Regions from separate parts of the Mus musculus genome. Here all the other regions are linked to region 3. The links are chromatin contacts, called in public Hi-C and promoter capture Hi-C maps. All regions are on one chromosome and are shown on one strand. Each heading gives the region's core, a stretch centred on a gene start, on an enhancer-like site or on the middle of the called end of the contact. The rest is flanking DNA. Distances are from core to core; before and after follow the strand shown. Region 1 holds the start of Bloc1s6 (biogenesis of lysosomal organelles complex-1, subunit 6, pallidin). Region 2 holds the start of Dnajc24 (DnaJ heat shock protein family (Hsp40) member C24). Region 3 holds the start of Zfp770 (zinc finger protein 770).

The links. Promoter capture Hi-C pulls out the DNA fragments that hold promoters and counts their contacts. A called contact is a pair of places that touch in the nucleus more often than the background predicts.
Region 1: a contact with region 3 is called in a promoter capture Hi-C map of pre-B cells. The contact joins the promoter of Bloc1s6 here to the promoter of Zfp770 in region 3. A contact is called at or near these places in 1 of 39 promoter capture datasets (pre-B cells) and 1 of 484 Hi-C or Micro-C datasets (CD4 T cells).
Region 2: a Hi-C map of rod photoreceptor shows a contact between it and region 3, with 12 times the contacts expected there. The contact joins the promoter of Dnajc24 here to the promoter of Zfp770 in region 3. A contact is called at or near these places in 1 of 39 promoter capture datasets (pre-B cells) and 1 of 484 Hi-C or Micro-C datasets (rod photoreceptor).

What each region holds. Positions count from the first base shown.
Region 1 is chr2:122,735,444-122,739,849 of GRCm38.p6, forward strand. Bloc1s6 (biogenesis of lysosomal organelles complex-1, subunit 6, pallidin) reads left to right here and starts at 3,062. Exons shown (of 5, transcript NM_019788.3): 1 at 3,062-3,261. The coding sequence starts at 3,180. It overlaps Bloc1s6os (biogenesis of lysosomal organelles complex-1, subunit 6, pallidin, opposite strand), which reads right to left and starts at 2,919. Exons shown (of 2, transcript NR_156706.1): 1 at 2,639-2,919.
Region 2 is chr2:106,000,693-106,004,841 of GRCm38.p6, forward strand. Dnajc24 (DnaJ heat shock protein family (Hsp40) member C24) reads right to left here and starts at 2,857. Exons shown (of 5, transcript NM_026992.3): 1 at 2,402-2,857; 2 at 1,237-1,383. The coding sequence starts at 1,344.
Region 3 is chr2:114,199,438-114,203,858 of GRCm38.p6, forward strand. Zfp770 (zinc finger protein 770) reads right to left here and starts at 1,995. Exons shown (of 2, transcript NM_175466.4): 1 at 1,900-1,995.

The DNA of each region.
Region 1 (4,406 bases), core at 1,812-4,311, 8.5 Mb after region 3:
CAACAGCATTCGAGGCAGGGCATGAATTATTATCGTAGTATGATGGTGCAGTGCTTATTAAACTAGTAACTGTCATGTGCTGTCTGAGCTCACCAAGAAACTGTCTCTGGAAGCAAAGATTATGCTCCGACAGCCAGCCTCCCCACATTCCAGAACCAAGCATGTGTCTCTTGAAGGCCCCTTGTCTGGGTATAGGCTGACCTCTCTAACTCAGTGACAGGAAGGGCAAATAGCCCAAGAGTAAAAACACCATGTCCTGAGAACATTGAGAAGATAATCCATTTCCAACAGAGGTTACTATTGGTTAACCCATGATATAAAGTACTTGCAAGTATGAAAGAGAAACCAGATATTCAGCCATGTGACCCTGCTCCACAGAAAGAAAGCAATGGGTCGGGAACTTCAGCTGACTGCCTCTACTTCCCCAGTTGGTTTCTGCTGGAGCTCCCACTTTGATGATGTTACCTCTATCTGTGGGTATTTTTTTCTTCTACCTGGGGAGCTCAGCTTTACCTAAGGAGAGTGTTGGGACACTCTCCTATGCCTGGGACTCTCAGTGGGGAACCTCAGCTGGATACCATAATGGGGCATCCACAGTCAACCTCTGCTGAGAGTGTTGAGCTGCTAATCTGAGGATGTTTGTGCCATGTGTGTATCTATCACCATCATCCACACACCCCACCCACCCTTCTGCTGTTTATTCTTTTACTTTGGCTTCCTGTATATTTAATAAACATTCACTCAAAACTCAAACTTTGGCTATTGTAGATCATTGTCTGGACAATACAATGTTATACATTTTTCAATGCATAATATGTAACCTCAAGAACAAACTCTAACACAAACTATAACATTTGGTGCCTAGCAATGTTTCTGGTGGATAGGAACTAGAACTCTATTTTTAGCATAACTAAGGTGTCTAGTTCAATCTTAAAAGGTATTACATTAAAGTATTTGGAGTGTATAACTTTGATACGTAAAAGAAAATGGGAAAACTAAAGACCCTTCAAAAGACATAACATGACACAATAAACTGTTGTGTTCTTTGCAATCAAGTTTTAGAAGTTGCTTTGAGCTCTGTGTCATATACAGAGGGTCCTTAACAAACAAGTGGCACATTGAATTGCAAGCTGTAAGAGAAAAAGAAGGAAAAGATCAGAGAGAAAAGCAAGATGAATGTGGTACAAACTCCTTGTTTATTTAGGTGATTTTGTTACAGTAAGTTAAAATGTTAAAAATAATAAAATTCCTAACAAGAATTCTCCTTATAGCAAAACAAATCATAAAGACAAGGTAGGACATAACAGTTTATTTCATCCATTAAATTTAAATAACCAGTATTTAAAATTTAATGAAATGTACTTAGTACTGGCCAAGAGATAGAAGGAGCCAATGAAAACTCATAGGATATGGCTCTATTCCAAAGGGCACCACAACACCATTAGTACATGAAACTTATAACCAAGCAAGGGTGCCAGGTGTTTCATCATGTTTACCATGTTGTATAACTCAGACTTTGGAATATACAGTTTGGAATTAGGGCTAGGGCATCAATAGTTCACCAATTAGCAAATTTATCGAGAATTATTTTGGTACTCTATGCATAAGAGTTTCTATTTGTCATTTTTAATTCAAAAGAAGAAAACATAAAATAATGAATGCAAGGAGGAGCTCAGTGCTAAATGGCAGGAGGATGTTTGTTGTTGTGAAATGTCTTCACTGTGACTGCTGAATGAAAGGGAGGAAATAATGAGATAATGAATGGTGTCCACAGTAAAGGTGTGTTTGAGTGTGCTGGCTCGTGTCTGCTGGAGGACCAAGAATTCAAGGCCATCCCTAATTACATATTGAGTCTAAGGCCAGATTAGGCTACAGGACACCTCACCTTGTGAAACAAAACAATAAAAAAGATATTATCCTAGAGCACTTAAAAGATGAATAGGCCTTTGAAAAAGATACTCTAGTTTGAAACAGGAACAAGCACAATGGACAGCGTACAATGCCCAGATTGCACAAGATGTTTGAAGAGTAATAAATTGTTTTCCTATTTGTATGACAACACTAATTATTACACATTCTATAGTTCAGCAACCTCACAGGGTTGAGTTCCATTACAAAAGCTTTAGGGGAGGAATTGGTTACCAATTTTTCTGGAGGTCACCCACCATCCAGAATAATGACTCCCTTCCTCTGTCTTCAAACCCATCAGTGTTTGTTTAATCATCCTTTGTAATCAAATCTTTTTTCAGACAGCCCCACCCCATCAGTTTTACAGACTGTTACCTTGGGTCCTTGGAGTACCCTTCCTATTTTAAGGTTATGTTAACTAGTAGCTTTTATTCGTTGCCATGCCCTCTAATATATTTAGAAGTCTCAAGGATTAGTCTGTGGACATTCTACCGTGGAGAGTTGAGAAGTTACCCTTGAAAAGTGGCTAAAGTGAAACTGAACATAAGATGGTGACAATAGGGAGCCAGTGCATTCCAGGGGCATGGCATTATTTGTTTATTTATATTAGTTTTTTTTTTTTTTTTTGAGATAGCTTTGGCTACAATATGGAAAACTGAACAGGTAACCTGAGGAGCAACTAGAGATGCTACTAGAGGTCAGAGTTTACAAAAGGGTCGAGAATCCTTACATTTGCTGTGGAGCTGAGTCTGTCCAAGTCTACATACTTTCCTTTAGAACTCATGATATCATCTTACAGGAGCCCAGCATGTGCTTTTGGTAATTTGACTTAATTTGTCCAAATGATGCTCCAAGAAAGCCTTTACGTCATTTCCAAGCACTGGAAGAGATCCTCAGCAACGCTCAAGCTCAGAGTTCGTATTGACTCACTTAGCGGCCCGAGTTATAAACTGGACACAACACTGGGGACATTCACACGGTTATGGCGACATCCGGTCCTCTAACCTCTCTTCCGGGTTCCGCCGGCCACCCTCTGTGAAACCGAACCCGCACGCGCACGGCTGCGCCTAGGGCGCTGACACGGGGGGGGCGGGGGGGGGCGGGCGTTCCGGACTTGCAGTAACGTTCTGCGTCGGAAAGCGAGGTTTTCCGCTTTCGTCACTTCCGTGTGCCTCGGCGGCTTTCGTCCGGATGGACTCTGGAACGCGTTAGGTTTCTTTGCCTGTGACTTCTCCACAGCACTCGCCTCACGCAGCGCCCAGTGCGGGGATATGAGTGTTCCTGAGCCACCGCCTCCAGACGGGGTCCTTACGGGGCCTTCCGACAGCCTGGAGGCCGGCGAGCCCACGCCGGGTACGGCTGTTTTGCGGGGCGACTGCCCACAGGGGCCGGGTTCGAGTGGGTGGGACTCCAGCGCAGGCGACCCTCCTGCCTAGAGCATCCTGGCCAGGCAACCCTGGTCCCGCGAGGAAACGCACTGTTGGGTGCGGTTTGTGTTAAAGGTTTGCGTTTGTGTTGCTTTTCAACTGTTTGTCACAGGGTTAGTGGTTGGCGATCAGTCTGCCAGAGAGAAGGTAGATTTTTAGGAAACTGTACAATAGTGTCTACTCATGAAATACTCTGACCTCCTAGGTGACATTACTTCATCCGAGACTCCAGCAGCCGTCCGCACATTTCCAGAAGAAATTTAAGCATTGATGCCCGAAGGCGTCCGTTGGACGAAGCAGTTAATTTGCTATATAGGCAGATGGGCACTGTTTATACCATCGTTTTTGTGAGATTGAAAACACCACTCAAATCATTTTCTGTGAGCATTGGTTCATATGAGAGAAGCTAGATGGAGCTTCTAAAAATAATCTCTGCGTTTCAGAAATAGGAAGCTACAAATAACCCAGCATTTCCTGGCAGTGCTTTTCTTTAATGACATATCCCTTTCATGACTTGTTCAGTCACATTAGTAATACTCTGTAGTACCTACTTGGAACCTGGGCCTCTCTCTTTCTCCCTTCCCCTCCCTTCTCCCCCTCTTTCTCTCTTTCTGCACATAACGAATGGGTGGTATGCATATAAATAAAAGCAGATGTCAGAGAGTAGGGCAGAGATAGGGATAGGTGCTAGCTGCAGGTTCAACTCAGGACTTATTTCATGTTAAACAAGTGCTCTACTACAGAGCTAGATCCCTAGCCTCAGCTGTCTGATCTTCTTGATAATGGTGTGAGCTTACTCTCCCATGAAACTGAATTTGCACTCTTGGATTCAGTTCCCTCTGTTTCATGTAGAGGATTCCGCAGGGCATTAGCATCTATCTCCCCTCAGCAGTGTAAAGCTACCACCGCTAGTCTCTCATTCTCACAGCATGGTGTGTCCATTGTTGTAACTTTACTGCCCCAACACAAGCTCCAGGCATGAATCCTTAGAATCCTAAAATGGCTTCTTGCCACTTACTGAATTTTCCATAGAATTGGCACTCAGGGACCCTCACAGGCTGACTCACGGCA
Region 2 (4,149 bases), core at 1,607-4,106, 8.2 Mb before region 3:
CGGGAAGAGATGAGCACAAAGTCCCACCTCTACCTGAGGAGATACTGGCATCTGATAACTGCAGTCAGAAATGTCAGTTTTCTTTGAAGGTCTGACTCTTAGCAGGTGGACCACACATGAGGGCAGTCCACACACCCAAGAGTATCTGGGCAACACAAACTGGACTCAGTGGGTTGGGGAAGTAGGGAAGGGAACTCAAATTTGGGTTGGTAAGGGAGGTGGAATTATATCCGGGATAAGGGAAATAGAGATGATCAAAATTGTATGAAGCTCTCAAAGACTAAATATATTACTTAAAATTTTAATATTACTGTAAAACAGGCACATGCATTCTGTTCATCAGCCAGAACATAAAAAGTATTATCATTCTAATATATAATCAGTGTAAAAAATTTTAATTTCTATGTTCTTAGTTTTACCAAATTATCAAAATCCAGAGAACAGTCTATATAACACATTACAACTTTTCTTTTTTTTTTTAATATTTTTTATTATTACGTATTTTCCTCAATTACATTTAGAATGCTATCCCAAAAGTCCCCCATACCCTCCCCCCCACTTCCCTACCTACCCATTCCCATTTTTTGGCCCTGGCATTCCCCTGTACTGGGGCATATAAAGTTTGCATGTCTAATGGGCCTCTCTTTCCAGTGATGGCCTACTAGGCCATCTTTTGATACATATGCAGCTAGAGTCAAGAGCTCCGGGGTACTGGTTAGTTCATAATGTTGTTGCACCTACAGGGTTGCAGATCTCTTTAGCTCCTTGGATACTTTCTCTAGCTCCTCCATTGGGGGCCCTGTGCTCTATCCAATAGCTGACTGTGAGCATCTACTTATGTGTTTGCTAGGCCCCGGCCTACAATTTTACACATAGAATATTACACATTTCAAGTGCTCACTAGTATGGTCGTGGACAGTGGATTTCAACACTTATTAAGTAAAAACGGTTTTAGAGACCCAACATGGATTATTTCAGTCAAAATTATCTGAGACGAATAGAGAAAAGTAATCCAGGTTCTGAGAGTGAGAGAGTCAGGGGATTCTAACTCAGTCACTACCATGCTATCCCACACCTAGTCAAAATCCTTTTCCTCTACTACAAAAATGTTCAAATGAACAAACAAATATCTAGATTCCTATTGATGGAAATGTTTTGAAGCTTAAATTTCTGGTCGCACTGAAAAACAAAAAAAACTGTTTTCCCCACCATGATTTCAAATCTGAAAAGACTTACCAGTAATATGAGTTTCTGATATTTTTGTTTTAGGTCTGACATATTTGCAGATGGGTCTGCACCCAGAATGCTGTACCAATCCTTTTTGAGTGTCTGCTCCAAAGCCATCAGCGTCCTTTGACCTAGAAGGGAGCCTTCTCTGATGACCTGCAGCAGAAATGTTACAGCAATTCATTACAACCAGAATAAAGAAATATTCCTCCTAGATTCCTTACTACTTGAGTAAATTGCAAGCCCAAGAAAGTCTATATTTCCATTTTAAATGTCCCATAAATGCCATGTACAAGGATACAAGGATATAAAGATACTGAAAACCTATTAAATATTTCATGGAATATGCATATCACCTAAATAAATTTACAATGTTATAAAAAGAAATTGATAATGAGCCTGGGTGATGGATAGGCTTCTAAGAAGCGCTGACACCATTGCATACACTAGCAAGACTTTGCTGAAAGGACCCTGATATAGCTGTCACACAGAAGTGGATGCTCACAGTCAGCTATTGGATGGATCACAGGGCCCCCAATGGAGGAGCTAGAGAAAGTACCCAAGGAGCTAAAGGGGTCTGCAACCCTATAGGTGAAACAACAATATGAACTAATCAGTACCCCCCGAAGCTCTTGTCTCTAGCTGCATATGTATCAGAAGATGGCCTAGTCGGCCATCAGTGGAAAGAGAGGGCCCATTGGTCTTGCAAACTTTGTACAGGGGAACGCTAGAGCCAAGAAGTGGGAGTGGGTGGGTAGGAGAGTGTGTGTGGGGGGGGAGAGGGGTATGGGGAACTTTGGGGATAGCATTGGAAATGTAAATGAAGAAAATACCTAATTAAAATTTTAAAAAGGTATTTCTTATCTAATGGCAAAACTGGCATACAGGTGCTCACTAAACACACAGGAGCTTAATAAGTATGTATGAAACGAACAGATAAAAGGAATGGAATACCAAAGAAATGTTAAGGACATACATAGTTCCTGAATTTCCCTGGTTCGCTTCTTTCTTCTAGAGTAAAAATAAAGACGCACAAAATGACAGCACCGCACGGGCTCGGGGAAAGGGGAGTCCTCTTGCTGGGGCAAAGATCCTCACAGCCCATAAAGACGTTGCTCCCGAAGCTATGCACTCCAGGATGCCACAGTCCTCCAGACTTTAGAAACCAACTCACCCTGAAGCAGCCGCAGCTTGGCGGACACGCGGCGTCCACAGGCAGGCGTCCGCCCCACCGAGGCTGTCCCTGCTGATGCCTTCCCCTGGCTCCACACAGCGTCAGACTTATGGCGCTTCACTTTGGAGCAGGAGTCCACTTGCTGCGGCAGCCGGACGGAAAGCGGAACCCACTTTCTTTTCCGCCGGAAGTTGGAGTACAGCGGGAGTACGTTTCCAGTCGCGCCCTAGTTGTTGGTGCACATTACTGAAAGGCCCCGCCTCCAGTCCAGACGCGGCCGCTATGGTAACGCGTCGGGATTTCTGAGGTTTTGTCAACAGTGAGAGGTACGCAGAGAAATGCCTTTCCTCAATTTGCTCTAATTCTTCCTTTGCCCCGACACCACGATTGTTGCATCCCTCTACATCTCCTAAGGTGCACCTTCATCCTAGGTTCCTCTTACTTTACCTTGAGCAACTCCGGTCCTATTTGTTTATACTGGGGACGGGCAGTTGGTGATAAGGATGAGGATGGCTAACAAATTATGCCTAATAATTTCCGTTAAACCTGAACAACTGACTTAAAATATTTTTTAACTGCAAATCCTTTCCCATTTTCTATCTCTTTGTCGCTTTCGCTTCATCCCAGTGAGACAGCTGCGGAAGATGTTGCTAGAACTATTTTGTAGATGAGGAAACAAATCAAGGACAAAGGCCGGGTATATAATTATCCAGGTGTAGAAACAGCGTTCTTAACAGAATGAACTGTGCTGTTGTGTTCTGTCTCTCTCTCTCTCTCTCTCTCTCTCTCTCTCTCTCTCTCTCCCCCCCCCCCCCCCATTGTATCTGGAGATGAGAATCATCTTAGTTTTGAGACCTTAATATGATCTCCCTTGGCAATACAAAGTAGTTTTGGTGTTGCTACTTTCTTAGATGTACTTTCCCTTTTGTCTTATTTCTTCCAAATATCAATTCAAGAAGCACCAAAGATAAAATTAGGTAGGAAATATTCTAATAGGATAAATTATTTACTGTAATGAGCATTGCATGACGTAAGGAAAAACTGCAGAATGATACAGTTGACTTTAAAATCTAAATATAAAAGCACAGATTGGGTTCTCCAATGGATAGATTTTGTCATGTTTAAAGCAAAGACCATTATACAGTGGCAGGATCTAGCTTCATTCCTGGGCTTAGAAAACTATGTGTGTGAGCCTACCAAAATGCATAGTGAGTATTGTGAATCTCTCCCTGTACAATATTATAAGAAAGCCCCCATATACCTTACCTAGCCCTCAAATAATCCTTCTTGACCCTTGTCTGTATACAGAAATATGTTCAAGAAGTCCAATTTTGAGAACAAAAGTTTTGATATACTATTCCATCAGGTTATTGTGTAATTTATTTTCTTTAGCCAGTTTGTTTGATGTTTTTTCATATGAACTCACAAATGCTTTTCATTCTCATCTCCAAGAATTCTAGCATTGTGCACTAAATGAGATGAACTTTTTGCTTTATCTCCAAGGTGTCCTTGGTCAACCTAAGCTGTCAATATTTAATTGATATCATCCAATAAATACATTCTCTTTAACTTTCTCTGTTTCAAAGATGTCTTATCGGTGGTTTGCTTGGGTATGTATTCAGACACTTGAAACATTGAGTCTGGTGGTTCTGTTTCTGAAAATATATTTGGTAAAACTCACTTCTTCACAAACAACTTATTGCTGTTGTTGTGTTTAGTTCATTGAAAAAAAAAACAGATGGCTTGTC
Region 3 (4,421 bases), core at 745-3,244:
GAACACAATAGAGTCCTGTTTTCTTCCCATTGGTTCAACTATTTTAAAATATGCATGCAAAATTATCTTATTAGTAGTCAAAAGAAAAAATTCATTTAAATAACGAAATAAAACAATTAGACCATAAAACACTCTACTAATTTATAAAATATATCATATAACCCAGCAACAAACACCTGTTGGGGTTATGGGTATTTCTATTTCTCTCAGCTTTGAAAAACAAAACAAAGCAACAAAAACCAAACAACAACAACAAAAACCTAAAAACGAACAACATGCAAACTTGTTGGCAAAGAGTTAAGGGTTAGGAGGATTAAAATTATCATAAACCCAGCAGACTGCAAAGAATTCAGAAATATATTTAATTCCTGTCAGGCAATTCATTGAATTCCTGCTGAGCCACAACTGTCAAGATGGTCGTCAATCAGTACAATGAGCCAAGCTTAAATAATCAAACCTTCCTTCACTTGCTGCAACAGTGTTCTCTTAAACAGAAAGACACCAAGTGAGTGTTAATGGATATAGTGCACAAGAGGAAAATGTCTAACAAAGGGCTTTCCCTTTTTCCTATGGGCTGTGCCAGGAGAGGGCTGGTGAAGGGCTAAAGGGAGGAAAAAAACCTCTGTACTGCACTGACTCCATACTAAGTATGGAATGGGAAGGCAGCTTCTCCCCAGGAAGTTGGTGGGCAAAACCTTGTAACTGCCTAAGGTCAAACTATAGGGTTTGAGTGTGGGGAACTCAAGAACTTCTCCAATCTTTTTGTATACTTCTCCTTCCACTTACTGATTCTACAGACTACCACCCTCTCTCAAAAAAACAAAAAGTCTCGCACTAAAACAACACAAGGCAACTATATGATTATAAACAACAGGCACTGGCTACCTCTAGCTCCTGTACTCAAAAGGGTCTGCGGTCAAGTAGCTATCACTAGTATTAGGATTGGATACGCACTTACTGCGAACCCTACCTTGTCAGAATCATTTGTGGCAAGTGGTGATCTCACTTCCTATTTATAAGTAAAAGGTCAGGGATTTCCACACTCCAAGCACAATCCCCCCTGTGGACTTAGAGGTTTAAATCCCATTCACCTGATCTTTTTTCCCCCATTGGCTTTTTAAACTTTTTAAAAAATACACAAAAGCTAATTTTCACGTTAAAGTGAAACATGACAAACCAATGGATGTGCCTCAATGACTATCCAGACATTATAACATGATAGGAGCTCACACAACGTTAAGCCAAGTAACTATAAAAACTGACATCGATAAAATCCAATGTTGTTTCAAGGTTGAAAGTAGCACTGTCTTTGCAAATACCTCTTTAAAAGAAAATCACAAAATACAAAATAAATTACAAGAAAGAAATAAAACACCGTAGAGAAACTTAAGAGTTCCAACTGGAGAATTATCTATGGTAACATTTACAACAGTCTTCGCCTCTTTCTTTCTTTTTTTTTTTTTTTTCTTTTTCTCTCCATGGCCCACTCTCTTGGCCTTGAACCATCCATGCATCACCTTTCCCTAGACGGAAGCTATGTGTTTGGCCTCATCTGCTGTGCAAGTAAGGAGTCTGCAGGGGTCAAGCCGAGTTCAGGGACTGTGATATCCCATGCCTAGAAAAGAAGGGCAAGGGTGAAAGCTCCACTGACTGCAGCCAGAAGATGGGGTGCAGGGGAAGAGCTGAGTGAAAGATGGGAAATAAGTGATTCGACCCCAGGAGATGGGGCGCGGGGCTCAGCTCTTTTGAGTTTACCGCTCTGACGAAGCACATGCAAGGAGCCGAGGTCGTGGCACCCTGTTCGGATCCCCAGGAACCTCGGCGGGACTTGGGCAGGCCTGACCCTCCCCGGGATTCGTTCCATCTCGCACGCAGGCTTCTGGGGTCCTCCACACTCACCCGGAGCTGGCAAACGCCGGGCAGGGACGCATCTCAGAGCCTGGGTTTCGCCAAGACGGCAGGCAAGCTCACGTCCGCAGGGTCAGCGCGGCGACTGGCTGAGTGCGCAAGCGCGGCGTTCAGGCGCGCTCTGAATGTGGTCCGTCCGGAAACATCCTCTCACGATCTTTGGGCCCTTGCTTGCTTTTTATCCACCCAGTGCTGCAATTTCCAAGGAGAGAAAAAGGAAGACTCTAAATGGATGCATGCACTTTCTGCCCTACTGTTACCGACCCTTCATTGTGGAAGTCCCAGAAAGGACTGTAAAACGCCAGCTCTTATTGGAATCCATGATTAGAGTTCAAAGCCCATTCATAATTTTTTGTAAGCTCAGGGCTGTTGGTAAAACTCTCAGTATTAGGTACATTCTAGATCACGACTGTTCTCAGCATTTCATATTTCTGTAAATACGACCAAGAGGTGAAGGCATACAGAATCAGCTTCTCTCAGGGGCCCTATCCATTGTCCTGCCAGGGGCTGGTCTTGCTGATTTCACTAGTTCTATGTATTTTGGACATTTACAATATAGAAAACTCTTTGCCCAGCATTTTGGGTCTTCTTTGATGATTTATGTAAGATGTCTTTGGACAACATGCATGTAAAATACTCGACATTATACCAAATACAAAAGCTTTGTGAAATGATAGAACCCTTATTAGGGTCCAGGAATAGCCACACAAACGACTCAGACACCAATCTCAGTAAGGAATGGATGATTTATTGAATGCACACTCCAAATACAAATCTGTGATGGGAGCAAGCATCAGAACCAGTTTTTCTATGGAATAGGTGCATTTGCAGCATTTACAACATTTGCAACATATAGGCTATCTAGACAAAGCAGAGCTGACTGACCTTTAAGCTGATAGACTAGGTCTAGAGGCCAACAACTGAACAGGGGAAATTCTGTTCTTGATAAAGGAAATCAAGGCATTAATGATGCAGGACTCAAAGTTTATCATTAGAAAATATAAGCATCGGGGGCTGGGGGGGGGTGCTCAACCAAGGCTGTGATGAGTGAAGTTAACCCAGGGGACCAATTCAAAAGGGATTCATACCAGCTCTGTTTTCTTTCTTTCTCTGTTGTTCCCTATCAAGGATGTTACTTCTAATTTTTACCAGAGTGTCCCTGATTACCCCAGAGTGATTAACTTATAAACAACCTTGCTCTCCAAGGGCCATACATAAGCCCCCTTCTTTTAAGAACAATAAATTTAGAGCCCTTTGACTCTGTAGGACTACTTCAGCTAAGGAGTCTTCTTGAATTTGTAGGAAGAAGGTGGCTGAGTGAAGCTGGGCTAAGTCTTTATCAACTTGTACTCTCAGGTATTTTTACAATGCTGGCATCCCGGGACTAGAGCTGTCCTATCATGTGCAGGAGAGCCTGCTATCCCCAGTCTTACTAGTGTGGGTATCAGAATAGGGGCACTACCTAGTTGTTGCAGGAGACCTTTGTGACTGCATCCTGCAGTATCTTCATAATAGGAAATCTGGGGTAGAATATGTAGCATTATGCACAATTCAGGTTTTTGCTCAATGGCAAAATGGCTAACAGAGAGAAAGGAGTAAGTCCTGGAGTACAGGCAACCCAAAACCCTCTGGGTGAAGCCAGGAGATTGTTCTCTTTTAGCCTGATGCTATTAAAGACCTTTATCAAATGCACACACATCAGGATCATGACATACTTGAGATTAAGATCAAGTAGGTAGGGATATCTTTTTGACCTAAAATAAATTCCAGTTCCCCTTATATACCCTAAGGTGAGGGGAGTATCTCAGGGGCATGATATGCTATTGTTGAGGGAAACCAGCTTGATGGTCTGGCATCTGTTGTTGCTATGCCTATACAGTAGGGAGCTTAGGGTTTTGGGCAGACCCAACAGTCCTCTCTCATATCGGGCTGGGGACTGTTTAGGAACTTAAAGGTAGCCAAAACAGTGTCTATGAACAGGAATCTGAGTGTTGAATGGAGTCCTAGGTATCCTACAGAAGGGGTCTTGGAAGTAAAATTTGTGGTCCCTGATACAGGGGGTACAGAGGAAAACTGGCTGGGAAGGGGAGCCTCAGGGATTTTCACCAAAGGTCCTATGGATTTAAAAAGAGATGCTTTGCCTTACCTTTGAATGGTGAACATGGTTCCTAGATCTTGGCGTGTCAGGTATGTTCTAAGTCCCCAGTAGGCATAAGGGGGAAGCAAGTCTCGTCTCTTCAAGGTGATGGTGACCAGGTTGCAAGTGCAGGCTATCTTACAACTAAGATTTCTTTCAAATTTTGTGTCTAAGTACTCATCAGCTCTATAGGGCTCTTAGCCCTTAGCCCAAGTAACACAAGACCAGAAGAGACAATAGATCTCTTTTTCATCCAAACAGTAGGGTACCTCAGCTCCCTTAGTGGGACAGGCATAATACGATCTTCCTCAGTTTTCCCTCCTCAATGTTTCTAGGTTGGCACTATTGAAGAATGGCACCAGTTCTTCTTCCCAGT